Regions from separate parts of the Sus scrofa genome. Here regions 1 and 3 are each linked to region 2. The links are chromatin contacts, called in public Hi-C and HiChIP or PLAC-seq maps. All regions are on one chromosome and are shown on one strand. Each heading gives the region's core, a stretch centred on a gene start, on an enhancer-like site or on the middle of the called end of the contact. The rest is flanking DNA. Distances are from core to core; before and after follow the strand shown. Region 1 overlaps PLCL1 (inactive phospholipase C-like protein 1). Region 2 holds the start of PLCL1 (inactive phospholipase C-like protein 1). Region 3 overlaps PLCL1 (inactive phospholipase C-like protein 1).

Region 1 (3,422 bases), core at 522-3,021, 310 kb before region 2:
CAATAAGTACTACTTACTTGAAAGACACACATTTATTTCCACAGCTCCACTCCTGTCTACTCACTGGACACCACTAAATCATCTCACACACACATATATCAAAACATTCCTTCTGAATGACAAATACCATCACTCTTACATTCTTATTTTAAAATCAACTTTATAAATATATATGTCTGGGAAAATTCACCATACGTTCACCAAACCTATTTAATTTTGTGAGTGTCATGTTGCTCTTCCTAGCCAGGCCTCAGATTTTTTCCCAGAATAGATGACTGTGAAAATCAAAACTAGGGGGAGAGAACATTGATATTCAATTCCAGTATTTCCATAGCTGGTATTTTTTAGGCCTCAGCTCTGCAAACCCCAAACCCCCACATTTTTAGAGGATCTTTATTCTCATGTAGAAAATCCAGAACTCCATTTGACAAGCCTTGCATGACCTTGCATGACCTTTCCACATCCACAGACCACTGCTAAGATAAAGAGCACCAGGCTGACCTTGAACAGGGATGGGTCTGCTCTGCACTTTAAAAACCCACCTCCCCATCCACAACTGGCTAAACCAAAAGCATCACACCGGCCTAAGAGTGGGCAAAAAGCAGCTGGCCAGTGACCTATGAACTGGGCTGATGCCAGGCAGCAAGACAGTAATTAGTCAAACCAATCAGATGAGCTGTCTCAGAAAGTGTGCCTGGGAAATTCAAAGAACCTTAGTCTGTTGCTAACAAAAAAGAGGTGCTAGAAAACAGACGAAAGAAAGAGAGGAGAGAGTTGAATCTGGCTAAGGTCACAACACTAGAGTGAAAAATTCATAAATGCTTGCTCCTGAGAGAAGAAAAGACAACACAGTTCCCTGGGTCTGTTTGGATTGTCATGATCTTCTAGCCCAAGGTTCTGTCGGGCTGCCCACACTGTGGCTTTTCTTCTTCCAGGAGATGTGTTGCCTGCATTGTCACTTTCAGTCTCACCTGAAAAAGCCTGAATGAGTCTCTGTTCCCTGTAACTCAGGCAGAAGAAAGAAAGAAAAAAAATGTCTACTAAAGCAAAACAGAGTTTAAACCACGCTTTTGTCCTAAGACTTTCTAAGCGTCTTATAGAAAAAATCAAATCTACCAAAAAGATAGAAAAGACAGGGGCTGTGGCTGATGTCTGCAATGCAAAGGTGATTAACAAACTATGAACAGGCTATGTGACCTTGGGAATATTACTAACTCCTATGAGGGGCAGCTTCCTTCTCTGTTAAACAAGGGGATGGGATGAGATGTTTGAGTTCACCTCATACACCCAGTATCTATCATTTATTAATTAGGGTTCAATTTAAAATTGCTCTGCTAAAATTCATTACCTCATTATTTTAAGTAAGAGAGACTGTCTAGTGGGAAAGAGATAAGGAAGCAATGAGAGTGTTGTGTTAGGCAAAGAATAGGTACTGTGGAAAACACAGGGCAAAGATCCTAACCCTGAGAAGGAGGGAGGGGTGTCAGAAAAGGTATTCTGAGGACTTGGCACCTGACCTAAGAGCTTGGGGCACAGCTCTGGCACCCGATGCAGGTGCAGTGTGTGAACCATAGGACGGTGCTGCCGAGAAGGACAGGATGGGTGCAAGCAGAAGGGACAGCCAGAATGAGCTGGCAACCTTGCTACTGAGGGAGAAGTTCAGCGTGGTTGAGGAAGCACACAGAAGGCGGCCATGACAGGTGAAGCTGGAGGGGAGCAGGTCACTAAGAACTCCCAGGGGAAGTTAAGAAGATTGTGGGAGGAGCCATTGGAAGGGCTTTACGCAGGCAGAATGACCATGACCAGGCTTATGTTTATAAAGGTCACCCAGTTGCTATGCTGTGGAGTGGGGCAGGAATATATAAGGAAGGAAAGACTTTTCACTAACTAGGGTAGTAAATATCTAAGGCAATGGCCATGGGAGTGGAGATCTCTTAGGGAGACATTTAGGAAGCTGACCCAATAATAACTGGTAATTACTTAGAGAAGGAGGTTTAGGAAAAGGATCAAGGATAACCCTGGATTCTCATTTGGTTTGCTAAGCTGTTATTGGTTGTCAAGTAGGGAGAGCAGAGGTGTCACCAAGGGCAGGTAGGAGATATGAATAGAAATGAGCACAGTTTGAGATGTGCTGGCCATGCTGTGGCTGACAGACCTCCAGAGTGCAATGCCTGGGGGTGGTTGGGAGGGATGGATGGGGCGGGGAGGTCATCTAGGGAGAAGGAGAGACACTTGGACTAAAGATATACATTTGGGATTCGATGGCATAGAGGGGGCAATAGAAACCATTTGCATGGACAGTATGACCCAGAAAAAGAGGATGAAAGAAGAGGAGAAAGAGCCTAGACTAAAATCCTAATACTAGAATTTAAGAGAAGAGAAGCGTAACCTGCAAAAACTCCTGAGAAGAAAAAGCCAGAGATGTAAAAGGAAGGCCAGGAATGTCCAGAGGACATCCCCCAATCAAGGGAAGCAGTGATGCAAGAAGGAGGGAGTGAACAGCCAGGTGGAACATGCCCAAGTAGTCAAGTGAGATAAAAGGTGAAAAGTGATATCATATGGTATTTGTCTTTGTCTTTCTGGCTCATTTCACTCAAGATGAGATTCTCTAGTTCCATCCATGTTGCTGCAAATGGCATTATGTCATTCTTTTTTTATGGCTGAGTAGTATTCCATTGTGTATATATACCACATCTAATATCCAGCACAAATGAACATCTCCTCAGAAAAGAAATCATGGACTTGGAGAAGAGACTTGTGGCTGCCTGATGGGAGGGGGAGGGAGTGGGAGGGATCGGGAGCTTGGGCTTATCAGACACAACTTAGAATAGATTTACAAGGAGATCCTGCTGAATAGCATTGAGAACTATGTCTAGATACTCATGTTGAAACAGAAGAAAGGGTGGGGGAAAAAATGTAATTGTAATGTATACATGTAAGGATAACCTGACCCCCTTGCTATACAGTGGGAAAATAAAAAAAATTAAAAAAAATTAAAAAAAAAAGGTGAAAAGTGTACACAAGATTTCCTATGAAGAAGGTGGCTGGTGACTTTGGTGAGAATGATTTAATGGAGTGTCAGGGGAGGAAGATGGATTAACATTGGCTAAGGAGTGCGTGGGAGGTAAGGAAGTGGATACAGCAACTGTAAACAACTTTGCTAAGAAGTCTGGTAGTGTAGGTGTAGGCGAAGAGAGATAGGAAGTAAAGTAGCTGGAGGGGAGCTGAAAGTATTTATAAAAGCCATTTTTACCTATAAACACGATTAAGCCGAACAATGAAGTATGAAAGAAAAAAGACTAAAAATGAAATAGAATAACTAAAACCCTCTACTTCTTGGATCGATTGTTATTCTCACTTGACTTTTATGGTATCCTCATGTTTCTTCTCCTTATTTTGGAGCCTATTATTTGTATGAAGTG
Region 2 (3,389 bases), core at 398-2,897:
AGTTTCATACTGACTGCTCTACCAAGATCGACTTTAACGTCATCTACCCCAAGATTACCCACATGCATCTACGTTAAGAGACCCTTTGCCAAAAAAAAGCCTTTGGGAGGGCTCTGACTTCCAGGAGACCTTACCCCATGTCACGCACCCAAGATGAAATCTCGAACAAGAAACAAGCCCCAAGTGGAAGACAGAGATAGGGAAGGGGCGAGGCTTACGAATTTTTAGCCAAATGAATGGAGAGAAACCCTGACTGGTAGTTGAGGGTTGGGAAGCTTTTTCCTGGATGTGGTAGTAACCACAAGGACCCGGGATGTTGCTTGGTGGATCGACTGCTTTCTGGTTGCGCTTTCTGCAGCGCAGCTTTCTGCAGCGCAGAAACTGCACTCCACCTTCACTTTTTACTTTGCCGCAGAGTCCAGTGAAAACTCTGCCTGCCTCCTGAGAAAGTTCACGCTTCGTGAGATTTCAAGAGAGTTTGACTCGAGGGTTTTGTTTTTATTTTCAGTTGAGGGTAAACTGTGTATTTCCTTTACTGTGCTGGAAAAGCTAACTTCGTTGGAGAGCAGTGCACGACCATCCCGCGGGTCTGCATTTATATTGAGTCCTCCCTTCCTCCTTAAGGATTTAGCGAAACTTTCAGGGAAAATGAGGGAAAGCATCCATCAAAAGGCTAAGACGCCCAGCGGAACTTTTCCACCGCTGTCAGGGAAAAAAAAATCACTTCTGCTTCTCACAGCCAAGAACTGAGTCTGGGAACCCCCGGACAAGGAAGGAAGGCTCAGTAATGAAGGAGACGGGACAAAACAATGCCAAGCCTGCGATGCCTCCGGACACCGCACATCCTGCCCTGGCCCGCGATCCACACACCACCCACCATCCACACCCACGTTCCTGGGGCCGAGAGGCCTCGCTTACCTTGATGATGCTGCTGCGCCGGGGGGTCGCCCGCGCAGTCTCCAGGAGGCCGGCCTCACTGTCCGCCGGAGTCCCTGCAGCCCCCGGCAATGCGACCCCGCTGCGACGGTCCCTCCACCGATCCCCAGGGGCCGCCGCCACGCAGTCCCCGGAGGCGGCGTCTAGGCCCACTCGGGGGTCATCTTCGCCCCCAGCCGCTTCTGGCGACGAGGGACCCTCCCTGCCGGCTGCGCCCTCGGCCATGGCCGAGCGCGTTTCGGGCTCCCTGGGGGGAGGAGGCACGCCCAGGAGCAGAGTCCAACCGCTGGGCACTGGTGCGCTCATGCACCGGGAGGCGGCCCCGCCAGACTTTGTTTCACCGCCCGGTAGAGGCTGAGGCGGCGGTAACTTTCTGGAGAGGAGACATCGCTCGAGCAGAGACGTCCGCAGGCTTGGGTCCAGGAGGCCGGCAGTCCGCGGGGAACGGCGGCGGGGGTGGGGAGAAGATGTGAGCGAGAAGATAGAAGGAGAGGCGAAGAGGAGAGGGAGGTGTCCGAAACGTGATGCAAACGCCCGCTATGCGCCAGACAAAAGGCACCAAGCGCCTGGCCTTCGGAGCCGGGACGCGCCGGCCTGAGAGGGGCTGCAGCCCGGCGACCGCAGCCCGGAGCACCCGCCACCTGCCCGTGGACCGCGGTGCAGCTGCCCCAGGAAGTGTGGCGGCGGTGGCGGCGACCTCCACTCCGCTCTGTTGTGACAGGGAGGGAAGACTTGTTTTGACAGCCCGTGGGGATTGGCAGGCGTCTGGGCCTCTTAGGAGGCTCGCCTCGCCGAGGGGAGGTGGGCCCGACCAATCCCCACTGCTGAGGGGTGTGCCCGAGCTCGAAGAATGGAATGTGTTCTCTAAGTGGGAGCCGGCCCAGCCGGGCTCGTGTACTCATGCGAGGGTGTGAGCGCGCGCACGCGCGCGTGTGCGCAGCCGGAGCCGCTCCATGTATATTTTGGGAAGTTTCGATGTTCGAAATGAACCTGAAGATGCAACAAAATCCAGGAGGCGGGGGGAGGGGAAGGAAACCTTCATTTGCAAAGCAAAGCAATTTGGAGGAAATGGGGTTGTTGAGTATTAATGTCAAAACCTTTGGGGTTGCGCAGAGTGCATCAGGGGTTAATGGCAGGCTCTCACTTTAGAAGGTAAGTTCATGCAGAGATAAACTAGGGTTTACTGGGGCCCTGGAGTTGGATAATCTGCTTCAGAGTCCATGAAAAAATCTTCAGTTCATTCTGCAATGTGAATATGACAAGGGAAGGGAATCAGATAAAAGAGGTGAGGGTAATAAGAAATCTAACCAACTAAATCGCTCTGGAGAATGACTTCTCACAAAGCACAGATATGATGGATGTTGGCTAAGTACAAGATGAGGTGGGGGATTTAATCTCTCTCCTAAAACATCGCTATTTGATAATGGTTCAACCTCCTTTCTCTAGATAACCCTATATAAACATATTTTACTCATTTCCAGCAAGTTAGCAACCAAGAGGAAAGATATCCTCGAATGATGCATTAAGGCACTGAAATTAACCACAGAATGCTCAGATAGATGAAGAGGATGGCTCTGAGATTCCCTGGTAGGACAAAAGATTTGACATTTTAGTTTAAGAATTTTTTAAATACTAGTATCTATGTTAAACCTCATTTGTAACATTAACTTATATATTAATTATTAATTATAATTTGAGATATGACTTGTTCCTTTGGCCAAGAACATGAAAAATTCTTCAGCCTTTTAGACCCAGAATTTGTTAGAATATCATAATTTTAGAGATGTAAGGAGATTTAGGGATCATCTAGTATGGCCCTTTTATTTTATACATGAGATGAAGGCCCAGAGAGCTTTAGTTTTTTGTCCACCAGTTAGTGCAGGAGCCGTTATTAGAATCTGTCACTTAACTCCTCCCCAGTAATCTCGTCACTACTTTATCTGGCTCCTCTGGGGCTGCAAACAGCCAGAACTGAATAAGGCCCTTGGGAGTTTTCAGACCTGACATTTATCAACTTTTAGGGAAGACTGAGAAGGCTCGATTTTACCTTTTCTTTAAATATAAATGCAGCCTAGTAATGAATGTACCAGATTAGCAACCTCTGGTTTTAGATCCAACACCACCCTCTAGTGAGAGTCTGAGAACTGCATCCATAATAGAAAATGCTTTTTTTCTTTCTTCTCCCATATGCAAAAGATAGGACGGGTAACTCAATAATTCTTTTCAACTAATCTGCCTTTATAGCCCACAGGCTAGAGGAAGGAAGTAAAAGGGCACCCAGACTTAAAACAACCATACATGTTTATCTTTATAAGAAATATTTTTACTTGCTATCCTCACAAATACAACCTATTTTAAACTATCACTTTTTTCTTTGATATTCAACTATTACTATGTTTTATTTCTGTCTTCTACAGTTGCTTTCAGAGTTTTTCTTTCCTACCCTATAAAAA
Region 3 (3,613 bases), core at 1,068-3,567, 450 kb before region 2:
GAGCAGGAGCTCAGTAACACACATGGTTTCTGAACAAACAAGGAAAAGTGGACTCAAGAAATGAAGGCATGTGTGAAAGAGGAACTTTCCTTAGTTCTCTACCTGTTTTATGTTTACTCCCTCAGCCTCCTTTTATTACCTGTTCTTCTTCCTCTCCCCCCTTCTTTCTCCCCTCCTCCTCTAGTTGCTCCCCCTCCCCCCAGAACACCATTTGCTTCACTAGGTACTGCATCATGAGCTACCTCACACAATGCTTTTATTTGTTTTGTTTTGTTTTGTTGTCTTTTCTAGGGCCGCTTCCTGCAGCATATGGAGGTTCCCAGGCTAGGGGTCTAATGGGAGCCATAGCCGCTGGCCTACACCACAGCCACAGCAACGCGGGATCCAAGCCGTGTCTGCAACCTACACCACAGCTCATGGCAACGACGGATCCTTAACCCACTTAGCAAGGCCAGGGATCGAACGCGCAACCTCATGGTTCCTAGTCAGATTCATTAACCACTGTGCCACAACGGGAACTCCTCACACAATGGTTTTTAAAAAAAACCTCCCTTCTCTTCTCTCGCTGTTGACCTCTCTCACACAGAGAAGCTTCCCTTGGTTCTGACTCTGTCTTACTTACAGCCTAGAGGAAGCAAGAAGATGGGGGTTGCAGGAAAGAGAGAAAGGGGAGAGATTCAGAGAATGGAAAACTCAGAATCCAAGTCTCTGCTTAGGCCCCAAGCTCCTCAGGGCACAGGTCATGACTGGACTTGACACATGCCTTACACAAAACAAGTACACAATAAACATCAGTGGGTGTGGTGATTATTCGTGTTAATTAGCAGGGTGTTCTTAATAATAATGAGAGTTCATAAAATGAAGTGATTTTCAACAATGCCCTGTGAAAGACTCTTTCAAGGGCTTCACCAGATGACAGCATCCATTAATACTGTAGCTAATGCCCTTAGTGCCTCTTTCCGCTTTCCAGGAGCTTCAAGCGCTCAACTCTAGAAAAGCATGAGGTCAAGGGTAGGCGGATCCCAGGCTTCCCTGAGGACGTTCCCTGAGGCCCAGGTGATGTTCAGCTATGGGCCTGCCACAGCAACTCCTGTGGACAAGGGTGGGAGGAGGTGGTCTGCATTGTCCACCCATGTCACCTTCCCCCGCTACCTTGGCTCTGCCCTCAGATTCGCTCTGCGCCCTTCTATCCTGGGAGCTCCACCATCATGACTCTCCAGCCCCCTGGGGGTAGCCAGAGGGGTTGCTCTGGTATCAGAGGGAAGCTGTGGCCCTCTGCTCCCTCCCTGTAAGGTTACCTGCAGATGACTTTATCTCCAGAAAAACGCTGCTCCTGCTCCAAGCCAGCACAGTCTGCAAACCTCCCACCTCCCCCCACCTAGAGTTGGTCCAGCTCTGCTGCTGGCAGATTCAGGCAAGTGGGGCCCCCACCCACTTTTATTGAACTGCCTATTTATAGAACATGCTGTGGACTCAGACCCAGAATTCCCTACCTAAAGAGACCCAAGCCCACTTCCAAGGTCTATGTAGGTCTTCTTTCCATGCAGACCCAGTTCTGTCTCAGGGTGGCTGGGGTGCTGTGATTCTGGTGTGCCCACCCCTAGATCTCAGAGTGGCCAAAGAGCAGCTCTTTGTTCGACTGGGAACACAGCTTGGATACATGGCGAGGGTATCTGCACGTGAGCTGGCAAAGAAAGGGCTTTGCTGCACACACTGACCTGGGAGAGGTGAAGAGGGGGAGGGGACAGAGGCTAGCTGTCCCTCTCGACCCTGTTCTAGCAGCACGGTTGGAAGAATGCCATGATGCTGGATGCAGACCCGGCCTTCTGTGTCACTACCCAAGTACCGCATTGGTAAAGTAGGAGGAAAGAACAGTTTTATTCCACGTGTGTTAGCTTAAGCTGTAACTGAAATGTTTGTATTTGTGACTCGTGGGTCTCCCTTTGTGCTCTGCCCAAGGCGCCGCAGCTGTCAGGGGAGAACTGGGCTGGGCGCCACAGGCCCCCTGCCCTCCCAGCTCTGCCAACAGCTGCTGGCTTGAATGATCTCTGTTGGAGGGTGCCCTGTTTTCTGTCGGTGCCTTGACTGACATAGTGCAAAAGCCTGACAGTATCTGGCAATACAGGCTCTCGACTCTAAAGAAAACGTTGAGTGGGTGGAAAAGATAGAAACAAATCCTCGTGCAAAACGAACACCCCCCAAACTCACCATGGGGAAACTCCCAGCAGCCAAAGCAGGGGGGGTAAGGTCCAAGTAATGCACTTAGGGACACATATTCCTGCAAGACACAAGCACACCAAGGGCATGATGGACAGAACAGCCTGAACAGCCCCGTGGGCCGTGGCACTTGAAGGAGTCTTGGGCCACAGGGGCTACATCTGGGTCCTCTTTCTCCACAGGCTATTAAAATTCAATTTTTCAATGTTTGTGTAAGATCATTCCAAAGTTCCCATGAAGGTCTCTATGGAACTGCCACCTACCTTTCAAGTGTGATGATCTTGTGTGGACCCCTCTGAGTTGTCCTGGTTCCCAGACCTTTCTGGGAAAGTCCATAGATGTGTTCCTAGTTTGCAATGGCTATGCTTCCCCCAGCAACATTCTATGCATTGCTTTCTCCCCGTTTCTTTCATGTAGTCATATAAAAATATTGACTGAGAGCTAGTAGTTGCTACTCACTGTTGTAGGAGCTGCGGCAACAATGTTGAGACCACAATGTCCCTGCCTTCATGGAGACTTGAGTTCTAGATAACCAATACTCAAACAAATAGCCATTTTTTCAATATTTACTGAGTATCTTCAATAAGCCAGGCACTGTTCTAGGCTCTAAGGATATAACTCTCAATGAAATACAGGTTCGTGCCCGTGCGCATGCACGTACACACACACACCTGCTCCAAGGAGCTTACATACTAGGATGGGAGATAGACAATAAACAAAGGTAAAAAAGCAAAATACACAGTATATGACTTGCGCTATGTTCCCCAGAATGCGTAACGGAACTGAGGCAAAAGCTGATGGCTGGCACTTTCTTTGAGAGTAAAATCCAGATAAGCAAGAATGAGAGGAAAGAGGATGAGGCAGGGAAGGAAGAAGCAAATACAAGGGAATGGGTGACCAAGCTGGCTCTGGCCTCATAAAAACACAGCCAATTACTCAGTCTCATGCAAAGTCTTATGAATTACTTTGTCTCAGAACAATTCATGTAAAGGAAGAAGTACAGCAGATTAAAAAAGCCACAATTTGAATATAAATTGGTGCATCCACTATGGAAAACAGTATGGAGGTTCCTCAAAACACTAAAAATAGAACTACCATATGATCTGGCAATTCCACTCCTGGAATATATCCAAAGAAAAGAGAAACACTAATCCAAAAATATACATGCAGCCCAGGATTCATAGCATTATTTACAATAGGCAAGATGTGGGAGCAACCTAAGTTTAAGATTAAGCAACCTAATCTCCTTCAACAGATGAATGGATAAAGAAAATGTGAGACAGATACACACACATACCATGCCACACTGGAGTACTATGCAGCCATAAAAAGAATAATATTCTGCCATTTGCAACAAGGTGGATGTACTTAGAGGGTATTATATTTAGTAAAATAA

The links. Hi-C and Micro-C count contacts between places; a contact is called where the count stands out from the background. HiChIP or PLAC-seq counts read pairs in DNA pulled down with a chosen protein or histone mark.
Region 1: an H3K27ac HiChIP or PLAC-seq map of alveolar macrophages shows a contact between it and region 2. The contact joins the enhancer-like site here to the promoter of PLCL1 in region 2. A contact is called at or near these places in 1 of 5 promoter capture datasets (liver), 34 of 47 Hi-C or Micro-C datasets (adipocytes, adipose tissue, alveolar macrophages and 18 more) and 2 of 2 datasets of contacts at active chromatin or transcription factors (alveolar macrophages and skeletal muscle).
Region 3: a Hi-C map of fetal skeletal muscle shows a contact between it and region 2, with 6 times the contacts expected there. The contact joins the enhancer-like site here to the promoter of PLCL1 in region 2. A contact is called at or near these places in 1 of 5 promoter capture datasets (liver), 29 of 47 Hi-C or Micro-C datasets (adipocytes, adipose tissue, alveolar macrophages and 18 more) and 2 of 2 datasets of contacts at active chromatin or transcription factors (alveolar macrophages and skeletal muscle).

The regions. Positions count from the first base shown.
Region 1 is chr15:101,930,885-101,934,306 of Sscrofa11.1, reverse strand. All of the region lies in intron 5 of PLCL1 (inactive phospholipase C-like protein 1), which reads right to left. Among named protein-coding and RNA genes, the nearest start is that of PLCL1, 310 kb to the right of the region's middle. Within about 2 kb of position 1,771, at least 2 of the 83 cell types and tissues checked have an H3K27ac peak or open chromatin away from gene starts, as enhancers often do. A contact at or near this core is called in alveolar macrophages, where this site is marked.
Region 2 is chr15:101,622,076-101,625,464 of Sscrofa11.1, reverse strand. PLCL1 (inactive phospholipase C-like protein 1) reads right to left here and starts at 1,647. Exons shown (of 9, transcript XR_002339304.1): 1 at 919-1,647.
Region 3 is chr15:102,068,140-102,071,752 of Sscrofa11.1, reverse strand. PLCL1 (inactive phospholipase C-like protein 1) reads right to left here. Exons shown (of 9, transcript XR_002339304.1): 6 at 2,209-2,278. Among named protein-coding and RNA genes, the nearest start is that of PLCL1, 450 kb to the right of the region's middle. Within about 2 kb of position 2,317, at least 8 of the 83 cell types and tissues checked have an H3K27ac peak or open chromatin away from gene starts, as enhancers often do. A contact at or near this core is called in fetal skeletal muscle, where this site is marked.